Linked DNA regions of Gossypium hirsutum: region 1 is linked to region 2. A link is a contact called in public Hi-C data. All regions are on one chromosome and are shown on one strand. The core of a region is the stretch at or near the end of the contact, and the rest is flanking DNA. Distances in the headings are between cores, read along the strand shown. Region 1 holds the start of LOC107949645 (elongation factor Tu, chloroplastic). Region 2 has its middle 3.6 kb from the start of LOC107949651.

Region 1 (4,930 bases), core at 1,118-3,617, 170 kb before region 2:
TTAATCCATAAAACCACAAAATTTACAAACAAACAGATCTTTGCCAGAATGTGAATATTGTAACAGATCATGGCCGGAAAGAATGTGAATAATGTACTTTGCTACATGCCCCAAGCTGGAGATGGAGCAAAGCTTGCTGAACACCGACTAAAAGAAAAACATGTATATATGAATATATGCTTGTCATGGACAATAGACAAGAACAACCTAGAAGATTAAATGAATTCCTCGAGGGGACTACGGTAGGTAAACCATAGGAGGAACATCAAATGTTCTAGAGCAAGCAAAAGGTATGATTAAGAATTAGCAATAACAGCAAAAGCAACAGTGAAAATAAAATCATATCGAATTGTGACATGAATATTACCAATCCAACTAGATTAGACATGAGTCTGAAGCAAAAGAAATACAAAACTCCAAAATATGACATTGGAATCAAAGAGGATCTATAAATGGTGACGAAACTAATTGCATGACCTTGACATTTGGCATATGAAGGTTCTTTGACATCACTGCAACAGCAAATAACATATCCTGCAACGCCAAAGTATCCTAAGATCACTCAATAATAGACTGAATAACCCCGGCTCCAACCGTCTTCCCTCCTTCTCTGATAGCAAACCGCATCCCTTGCTCACAAGCCACAGGCATGATAAGCTCAACTACCATCTTTACACGGTCACCAGGCATAACCATCTTAGACTCCTCATCCTTATCATTCATAATGGAAGCCACCCTTCCAGTGACATCAGTGGTCCTCATGTAGAACTGAGGCCTATAACCTGCGAAGAAGGGAGAATGTCTGCCACCCTCTTCCTTCTTCAACACATAGACAATGGCGCTGAACTTGGTATGGGGAGTGATTGTCCCTGGTTTAGCCAAAACCATCCCTCTCTGAATATCGGCCTTTTGAACACCTCTAAGTAACAACCCAACATTATCACCAGCCATGGCGTCATCTAATGTCTTTTGAAACATTTCCACACCAGTAACTGTGACGTTCCTTGTATCCTTCAATCCAACAATGTCAACAGTCTCTCCAACCTTAACAGTACCTCTCTCGATACGACCAGTGGCAACAGTACCACGACCCGTGATGGAAAACACATCCTCAACAGCTAACAAGAAAGGCAAATCTGTTTGTCTTTGAGGAACAGGAATGTAACTATCAACAGCATCCATAAGTTCATAAATCTTATCCACCCATTGGTTTTCACCCCTAGGAATACTGGGCTTAGCCATCAAAGCTTCTAAAGCTAAAAGTGCGGAGCCAGAAATAATAGGGACATCATCACCGGGAAATTCGTAACTAGAAAGCAATTCACGCACCTCCAATTCGACTAATTGCAAAAGCTCTTCATCATCTACCTGGTCTTGTTTGTTCAAGAACACAACCACGTTAGGGACACCGACCTGTTTAGCCAACAAGATATGCTCTTTAGTCTGGGGCATGGGTCCGTCGGCTCCGGAAACAACCAAGATAGCACCGTCCATTTGGGCAGCTCCGGTAATCATGTTTTTGACATAATCAGCGTGCCCTGGGCAGTCGACGTGGGCGTAATGGCGATTCTCGGTTTCGTATTCAACGGTGGCGGTGTTAATGGTGATACCACGGGCACGCTCTTCAGGGGCGGCATCAATTTCGTCGTACTTTTTTGGGGCACTGTTACCCATGGAGGCTAAGGCCATAGTTAGAGCGGCAGTTAAGGTGGTTTTGCCGTGGTCGACATGGCCGATGGTGCCGATGTTGACGTGGGGCTTTTTGCGTTCGAATTTGCCACGGGCAGCTTTGACGGTGAAAGAACCGCGACGGCGAGGGAATACGGAAGTGGTGGCGACGGTAGTGAGGAAAGGAGGGAGGAAGGAAGAGGAGAGGTGGGTAGGGGTTAGTTTAGAGGGAATTGAGGAGAAAAAGGCAGAGGTGGTGGTTGAGGAGTGAGTTGGGAAAGGGGAGGCGTGTGGGTATCTAAGCTTAGAAGAAGCGGCAGTGGCTGCCGCTGTTGATGAAATTGCCATTTCCTTGTAGAGGAGAGGAGAGGAGAGGAAAGGAGGGTTTTGGCCTTTGGCTTTGGAAAATGAAGAAGAGAAGGTAAAAGAGATTTGGGTTTGTGTTATCTTATTCCTCTGTGGCTTTGAGGATGAGGGTTTGTGAAATGGACGGACCAAAAAGAATGGCTAATATGAGGAGTTGTTTTATCCACTTCTGCTTCCTCTGCCATATCCACTGCTCCCTCCCTCGCTCTCTCGGGGTACTATTGAAATTTCCTCCTCCTATGCTCACTTACTGCCCAGCAGGCCCATCATCCCATCCCCCACAAATCACTATTACTACTTTAGGCCTAAAAATTGGGCTTCCTATCTTGAAGTTCTATACTACTGTATGAAATTCAAGTGTTACACCTAAATAATAGTGCTGATTCCACTCTCAAATGTTCATATTTGGTTAAAATTACCAATTTAACCTTTATGAATTTAAAGAGATAAAATTATATAAGGACAAATCTCAAAATCATACATAAATTTTGATTTGGTACGATTATATACGTGAAACTTTGAATGTGGTTTAAATATATAAATAAAAATTTTATTTTGATTCAATTATACACATTTAAATAAATAAATACATTAAATTATTTTATATATATGTTATATATAAACATAATATGATGTTTTATCAATAATTGTGTTAATAATTTGTGAGAATTGAATCAAATTAAAATATTATATATAAAATTACATAAAATTAAAATTTATATAAAATTATATATTAAACTAAATTTACGATTTAATCCAATTATTTAAACCAAATGCTAAAGAACATTAAATTACCGACTTCGAACTCTAAGGTCCTTCAATACAAGGACCCATCAAATAGTTCAAAGGAGTGTTTTCCTTGAAGGTTTAGGGTTGGGGTAATGCTTAGAACAGGGCCAGGAATATGGTCTTTTACATATTCCTTGAAGGTTTAGATTGTCTGAGGACATGAAAGATCCATGATAAGACAACCCACTCTAACCTACAAAGACAACCCCAGCCCTTATCGTGCCACGTCTCTGATTCAGGTTCTCAACTTTCCCCTATAACTTTAGTGGTCTACAAATCCCCCCTTTCTTTATCTTTAATAAATAGTAGATGTATTTTCCAAAAATATAAATAAACGGTAGATAAAAACGGGTATGTCCAAAATTTTATAATATAAATATAAAAATATGGAAAGAAATTCAATTAAATTAGTGTAAAACTTAACTGATTTTATATATTTTTTTAATTTTTTATATTATTAATATTTTATCAATCCAGTCTTTGAATTTGACAATATGTTTGTATTGGTCATGCATGTAAAATTTTGAATCGATCTGATATCTCTATCATATCAATATAAAATGTTGTTTATATTAATATATATTTAATTACTGGGGATAAATCCGGTTTAAGCAACAAATAAGTAAAATAATGAAGAAATTGAAAAAATAAACACAAATAATTTAGGTGAAAAAAACCCTTCCGAAGAGGATAAAAAATCACGGGCAAATATAATTTCACTAAAATGGAAAAATGAAGAGTACAAAAGATGAAAATAAAACTAAACCTCGAAACCCGAAATAAGAACCCTCAAACGTAAACACAAAATTCTCTGAAAACTTATAAAAACTAATACCTAAATGTGTAATAGGTTATTTTTCTAAGGTGGAAAAATGGCCCATTTATTGGCTAAATTTGTAGGTCAAATAATATTAAAATAACCTACACTAATTAGAGTTTAAGTGAGAACTAAAAATAGAATTTAACGGGGAGAAGAAAATAAAAAATACGAGGTATAACTCCACAAATCTCCACATTGACTCGTATTTCCACAATGTCTTTTTTTTTTCCAAAACCCACCACGGGCTTATCTCGAGCTATGTAGGATATTAACTAAGTCAAAACTATGCTTAGAAGTTGTAAGTCTTTTAGTTTTCGACTTGTGCACTGCTAATTCAAAACTGACCCAAGTCTAATTTTCACGAATGCAGTGCCCTATCTTTTCAAAACCAGCATCCAAAAGAGAACCTCTCTTATACGAAATAATCATACATTTTTTCCTCTTATGACCAAGTTGTCTCCGCTTCAAACGAGTCGACTTCGACTCCTTAACGGACGAGGATGTCCGATTTCATCGGTCACTATTATCCTTCTAAAACATAAAGACTGCCAATCTTTTTACCTTTCATCAAAATGAGAGCCTCACTGGATACCTTAATGTCGCTTGATTCGATGTTAATTCTACAACTCTTCAAGTATAAAATTCCCAAGGAGATGAGATTTTTCTTTAAGTTAGACACATGCCTGACATCTGACAGTGTCCTAAATGTCCCGTCGTACATCCTGATCTGAACAGTACCAATATTAGCTACCTTATTGGGTGAACCATTCCCCATGCGCACAACTTCACCTTCAATTGAACTGTATGTAGAGAACCAATCCTTATTGGAACACATGTGGAAAGAACACCCCAAATCCAGGATCCACTTGGACGTAAGTTCAGAGTTTTCACTTGTTGACACCAACAAGAAATCATCACCCTTGTCATTGGCCAAATTAGCACCAATTAAATCTTCTTCGTTGCTTTCAACAGCCCTTTTATTTCGCATTTTGTAACAATCTACATTGATGTGACCTAACTTCTTACAATAAAGACATATCTTGTCTCGCTTCCTTCATTCTACCAAAATCAAGGCTTGCCTATTTGACTTGCTATTCAAACCATACTCATTGTCGAGTTTGTCTTTGCTCAACAAATGACCCTTCACATTCTTGAATGAGAGATTATTTCTGTCATAAACTAGGGTTTCCCTGAAAGACTTGTATGAATGGGGTAAAGAGCATAATAATAGCATAGTTTGATCTTTATCGTTAATCTAAACCTCAACATTCTTTAAATCATTCAAAA
Region 2 (5,659 bases), core at 2,264-4,763:
ATTTGTGGAATATATGAAGGGACACATCTACATGGTAAATATGTAAAGTAATCTTAGAAGATTTTGTAATCTTAAGGGACTTTGGAAAATCCCTTAAGAATCTCAATCTATAGATTGGCTTTGATCTTGATCGTCTATATAATTTAAACTATATCGTTGGATCTGAGGGAGTTCAACTATAAATAGAGGTCTTCCCTCTCATTTAAATTCATCTCATTCATAGTTATTGAATGTATTTGAAAGCATTGACTCAAACACTTGGTGTGTTATTGCTTTCTTGTAGTTTTCCTGTCCGATTCAAGCTTCTTTATCTTTTGAGTTGCTTTCGTTTTACTTTTGGTGCCTTAGAGAATTTCTTTTGAGAATTCTCATCTTTTGAGAGTTAGGTCGACTTAGGCGAATTCGAAGGGAAGGAATTGCCTAAGGTTGTGCAGTTTGTAAGACTATAGTTTTGGCACCGTGACAGTTGGTATCCAAGCTAAGGTTCTAAGATGCCGATTGAGATGATGAAAGGAGTAGACGAGAAGATTGAGCCTAGGGAGACTATGGTGGGGGCAGCAAAGTTAGCAGATCGAGGGAGTATGTGTCATTTTTGAACTAGAAAAAATAAAACATTCATTCATTAATATCTTTATATTAAGCAAATATTTTGAATTTTTTTTGCTACTTTCAATATACATTGATATGATCTTGAAAACAGTTGTAAACTGTTGCAACAATAATTCTCACACCTATTGAATTAAGTCACCTTGGAGGCAATCTTAACCAACTAGTAAGAACATGAATTTTCATCCAATTAATATGTGAACCTAATCCCTTAGGTATTTACACGTACTAATAATCATTTCAAGTTTGATCATCATTCTAACTTAAGTAGAGGTTCGTAGAAAGTTACTTAACTGGAATGATCTTTAATGTATAACCATCAACTCAATATCTATCGTTACATGTAGCACGAATAAGTTGTTTTAATAGTAGTTAAAAGTTAGATAACCAATGAATCAATATTTGCTTCCATTTTGCTTTGCATGCAAAACCATATAGGACAATATGGGAATTAATGTAATTAATGGATATTTTTATTAAACCAATTTGTTCAAAAAATATACAAAACAAATATGCTACACTTATATCACTAGATCCAACACTTACTAATTAGTATGGTTTTGGTACTTTGGTGTTTTGGCTCACAATGTTTATATGGTTGAACTTTATCTTTTGATTCTTATCGATTTATATTTGATTATATAAACTTGAATGCACAAGTTAGTTGGTTTAGTGTTGATGTGTTGGAAGGTATATTTGAGTAGTGATTGAATGTGTTTTAATAGGTTGAATTAATGATATTGCTTTGAGGTAAGTTTAAGATAAGTTTTGGTTTAATTTTAATAAGGTTTGGAATGCTTGAAAGTGTGTAATTTTGGTCATTTGATCATTAAGTCTCGAGACAAAAAAGAACTTGTCTTGAGATCGTTAAAACAAAATGTTACTTTGTCGTGCAATTTTGAGTATGTAGTCTCAAGACACACCAAGCTAGTCTCAAGATAATCTCGTAACAATCTTGTCTCGAGACAAGAGGCCCTTGTCTCGACATATCCAAATATTGAAGCAAAAATAGAAAAATAGGGGAGGTTGGTCTCAAGACATAAGGGACATTGCTTCAAGACACATCCTTTAGTGTCCCGAGACATGTTAACATCGAAGCTAAATTTTCCAAAATAATTTATAGCTTGTCTCGAGACATGGAATTCTCTATCTCGAGACATAACCTTAACCTTGAATTTTAACAAGTGAGTTTAGATTTGTGTCCTAACTCCAATTTTGACTTAACATAACCCAATAATTAGATGAAATAAGATCACAAACCTTATGAATGCATGTGAATGATTTTCTTAAATGATTTATTTGTTATGCTATTAATAAATGTGAATTAACCCTAGTGGAATTACATTGAATTAGTTTAAATTGCTTCAACAATGTAATGTGACGTCACACACTCGGACCGACGGTAGAGTCGGATGTAGGGTGTTACTTATATAAATTATATAATAAATAAAATTATATTAATATAATATATTACATAAGAAAATGAATAAATTGAGTTAAGTTGATTAATGTGTCTAAATTCGACCTGGGAATTAACTTTGTTCTATCCAAAGCTATTATTTGAGCTTAGTCTTACCCGAAACCCATTAAAGATTTCAAATTTGAATTGATAACTTTACCCTTAAAGTCGATAAACTCTAAACCTCTTCCTACTTAGATTGCAGGAAATATATGCAAGGCCTCTTACTTGAAGACATGATATGTTTTCCTAGTGAAAATGCTATTTATAAGATTTTAATAAGGTGTTAGGTTTTTCAATTCAAATAATTATAAGATAAGGTGTTGGTTTTTGAATGTTATACCTAAGCTAAGCCCGTAATGTTGAAAATTATATAGGATTTTTCGATCTATCCGTAAATCACGGCAATTAGCATTAAAATTCTTTAATTCCAAGCTCACCCCCCAAGACAACATTCCAAGCCACTTGTACAGTAGATCACGGTAGTTAATGATTTAGCAAAATAAAAAGGGTAACAGAGCTCAATGTCTAAGCACCGTCCATTATAGCAATGAGAACACGATCTTGTTGCCAATAAAAACTTTCATTCATATTCATATTCATATTCTTACACTTAAAAAAGGGATTCAAGACCAAACCACATGACAAAACTGACCAAAAGCTAGCCCTCTAAAGTAAACCATGACTACAACTGGACCACTTTTTTTTTTCCAACTTTACTGCAAGAGCAACTAGCGGCTAGGTTGATCACTGCTTGGAGGCAAACTGGTTAACCAATGACAAAGCATTGCTGGTGACTTGAGCGACATTAATGACTCGAGCTCCGATGGAGGCCTTAATCTTACCATCCAAAGCCCTTCCTGCGAACCCATCAACACAAGTGTTCTCATCGGTTAGTGCAGCACTAACCCAGGTCTCCACATTGCTAACGTGCCACAAGAAATCCTGACCCTTGGCTTGACCCATGTACTTGAGCTCTTGTACTGATTTGCTCAGCCTGTGCACGCTCTCACTCATCTCCTCAATGCAATCTTTGATTGCTTCATATTCCCTCCTCTTAAGTCCCCTGAATTTCTTCATTTTGGAGACGAATGCCTGGGTGGACTTAGTCCTCTCTAGGCTCACCGAAAGGGCAGTCTGAGCCAGTTGGCGTGGGCTCCGCTGGATTGAAGGGGCAAAAGCTGCGAGAGATTGGATGCAAAGTGATGGATATTAGGTGGCACTACATGAAGCCTTGATGAAATTTGAGGCACCTGATCTTGCAGCAGTTGGAGATCTGGCCTCGCAAACAATGCATAGAAGCGAAAGCAAGAGAAAAGTAATGGAGGGACTTGCCATTCTTCTTCAATAGCTTTAGAAATTTGAGAAGGGGGTTATAGAAAGGAGACTGACAGGGTTTTATATTTATAGAAGGTGAAGGTGGAGATAAACTTAGACTGACAATATGTTCTGACACGCGGCAATTTGCTTTAAGTTGAACGCGTGTAATGCTGGATTCTCTAGCCAATGCCTCAATGAGGACACAACCTCCATTAAGATTTAAGAATATAGTAAAAGTGTTATTATTTTTGTGGTTTTGTCAATAAGATCTAGGCTCAGGCTCTCAGTCTTTTACTCGTCTCTTCACATTGGATTAAATTAAATACAGGTAGGTCCTTTTGAATAAAAATAAAATAAAATCCTTGACCTAAAGCTACCGACTTGGAAGAGGGAAAGAAAAGGAATGGGAAACGGTGAGGAGGTGGGGTCTTGCAGCTATCCATTTTATATATGCAAGTCTGTAAAGATAATAAAATTACTTTTTTTTTTAAAATATTTTTTTATATTTACTTTTTTTAATCTGAATCTCTTAAATCTATTTTTAAAAAAACCTTAACCCACAAATTAATATTTACACTTTTTTAATTTGATATTTAATTTTTCTTTATAAATAGTATTTTATTTTTTATTATTTATTTTATATCTATTAAAAAAATTTCAACCAATAATAAATTGCCTCATCATATAAAAATATTTTTTATTATTTTATTATTTCCTTTTTTCTATTGTCTTTTTTCCCTTTCTTCTTCTTTTATAATATCTGGCAAAGCCAACAATGCTCGAAATTTTCCCTCCCTCTTAAGATTGAGACGCTGACAATTAATTCTATTTTTGAACTTCATCGCCTACTTGTTCGACTTAACGGAATAGAAATAATTCATTCATAGATCAAAACTAGTCTATTCAGAATTGAACTGCCCAGTTGCATCGGGTATCAACTAGGGTACTGATTTAAAGATAAGAGTTGATCAAATTGACTTGCAAACCAATACAAACTAGTTGAACCGAGCTAGAAAAAGTGTTGAACCAATTTTCACTATTTTTAAATTTTTAATAATTTATTTGATCGAATCAATCAAACTAGGAATTGGTGGCTAGACGGCTTTGACCATCAATCTGGTTTTTAAAACCTTGATCAAAATCATGAAGTTCTAAATGCTTACATTTGTAGAAGAAGCTCAAGATGAGAGAGGATGAAAAAAGAAAAATAATATTTTTTTTATCTTTTTTTTTGGCATGGCATTTTTTAATTGGTTATCTTTTTTTGTTAAATAGATTTAATGGTTTGACTAACCATCGAATTAATAGAGATACCAACTTGGAAAAAAAATTTAGTCACCACTTGTGAAAAATAATGTTTAGGTACACAAATGAAAAATAATGACATAATTTAAGTAGTATTTTGTAGGTTAAGCATTTTTTAAATAAACTTAATGGTTTGACTAATGGAGGTACCAACTTGGAAAAAATAGTAGTTTAGATATCACTTGTGACAAAAAAAGTTTAAGTATCAATCTCAGAAAAATTTTATAATTTAGGTAAGAATTAATATGTTAAGTTGTCTCAAAATAATGAAAATAAATTTGAAGATTCAAAATGATTAATAATTTCAAATTTTTACTTGAAGTTTGACGAATTTTATTTTAGTTGATAGAAAGTAAGATTATTTTTATCGATAAAATTATTTGAATGTAAGATACTTAGTATATTATTGGGTATATTAGAGTACTTTGTTTGATTTATTTAGCTTGAAATAAGACTTTATTATTTGATTGAAAAAAATGTAAGATTATTTAAAAAACATTTTACTAAATTACCATAACTATAAATAATGATAGAAAATGGCTATTATACCATATTGGGAGTAAAATTTAATTATGAAAATGTCATAATTATAATATACAAAATGTTGAAAATTTTGAAGTGACGAACAATTAATAATGAAGAACTCATTTATATAATTAATTAAAATTAAGGTAATATAATGAAGAAATGTTAAATTTTGTCAACTATCACCACTACTACTAATAATAAAAGGTCATTGTTATCATATGAGAGTAGGTTGTAAACAAAATATATTATTCTTCCTACTATAATTCATAGAGGTAAAAAGATGTCAAAATCAACATCGTATTTTATGATGAAAGCAAAATATTTCAAAATTTTGTATGTAAGTAAAATGCAAAATGAATTAATTATTAAATTTAAATTATTTTTATTTTAAATAAATTAAGTTTGACAAATAAAGGAATGAGTTATAAATGGTTGAATCGT

Evidence for each region. Hi-C and Micro-C count contacts between places; a contact is called where the count stands out from the background.
Region 1: a Hi-C map of leaf shows a contact between it and region 2, with 4 times the contacts expected there. The contact joins the promoter of LOC107949645 here to the enhancer-like site in region 2. A contact is called at or near these places in 18 of 34 Hi-C or Micro-C datasets (anther, callus, hypocotyl and 3 more).

The regions. Positions count from the first base shown.
Region 1 is chrD03:43,113,986-43,118,915 of Gossypium_hirsutum_v2.1, reverse strand. LOC107949645 (elongation factor Tu, chloroplastic) reads right to left here and starts at 2,367. Exons shown (of 1, transcript XM_016884377.2): 1 at 329-2,367. The coding sequence starts at 2,016. The coding sequence ends at 559.
Region 2 is chrD03:42,943,590-42,949,248 of Gossypium_hirsutum_v2.1, reverse strand. It overlaps the pseudogene LOC107949652. Among protein-coding and RNA genes, the nearest start is that of LOC107949651, 3.6 kb to the left of the region's middle. Within about 2 kb of position 3,513, at least 6 of the 9 cell types and tissues checked have an H3K27ac peak or open chromatin away from gene starts, as enhancers often do. A contact at or near this core is called in leaf, where this site is marked.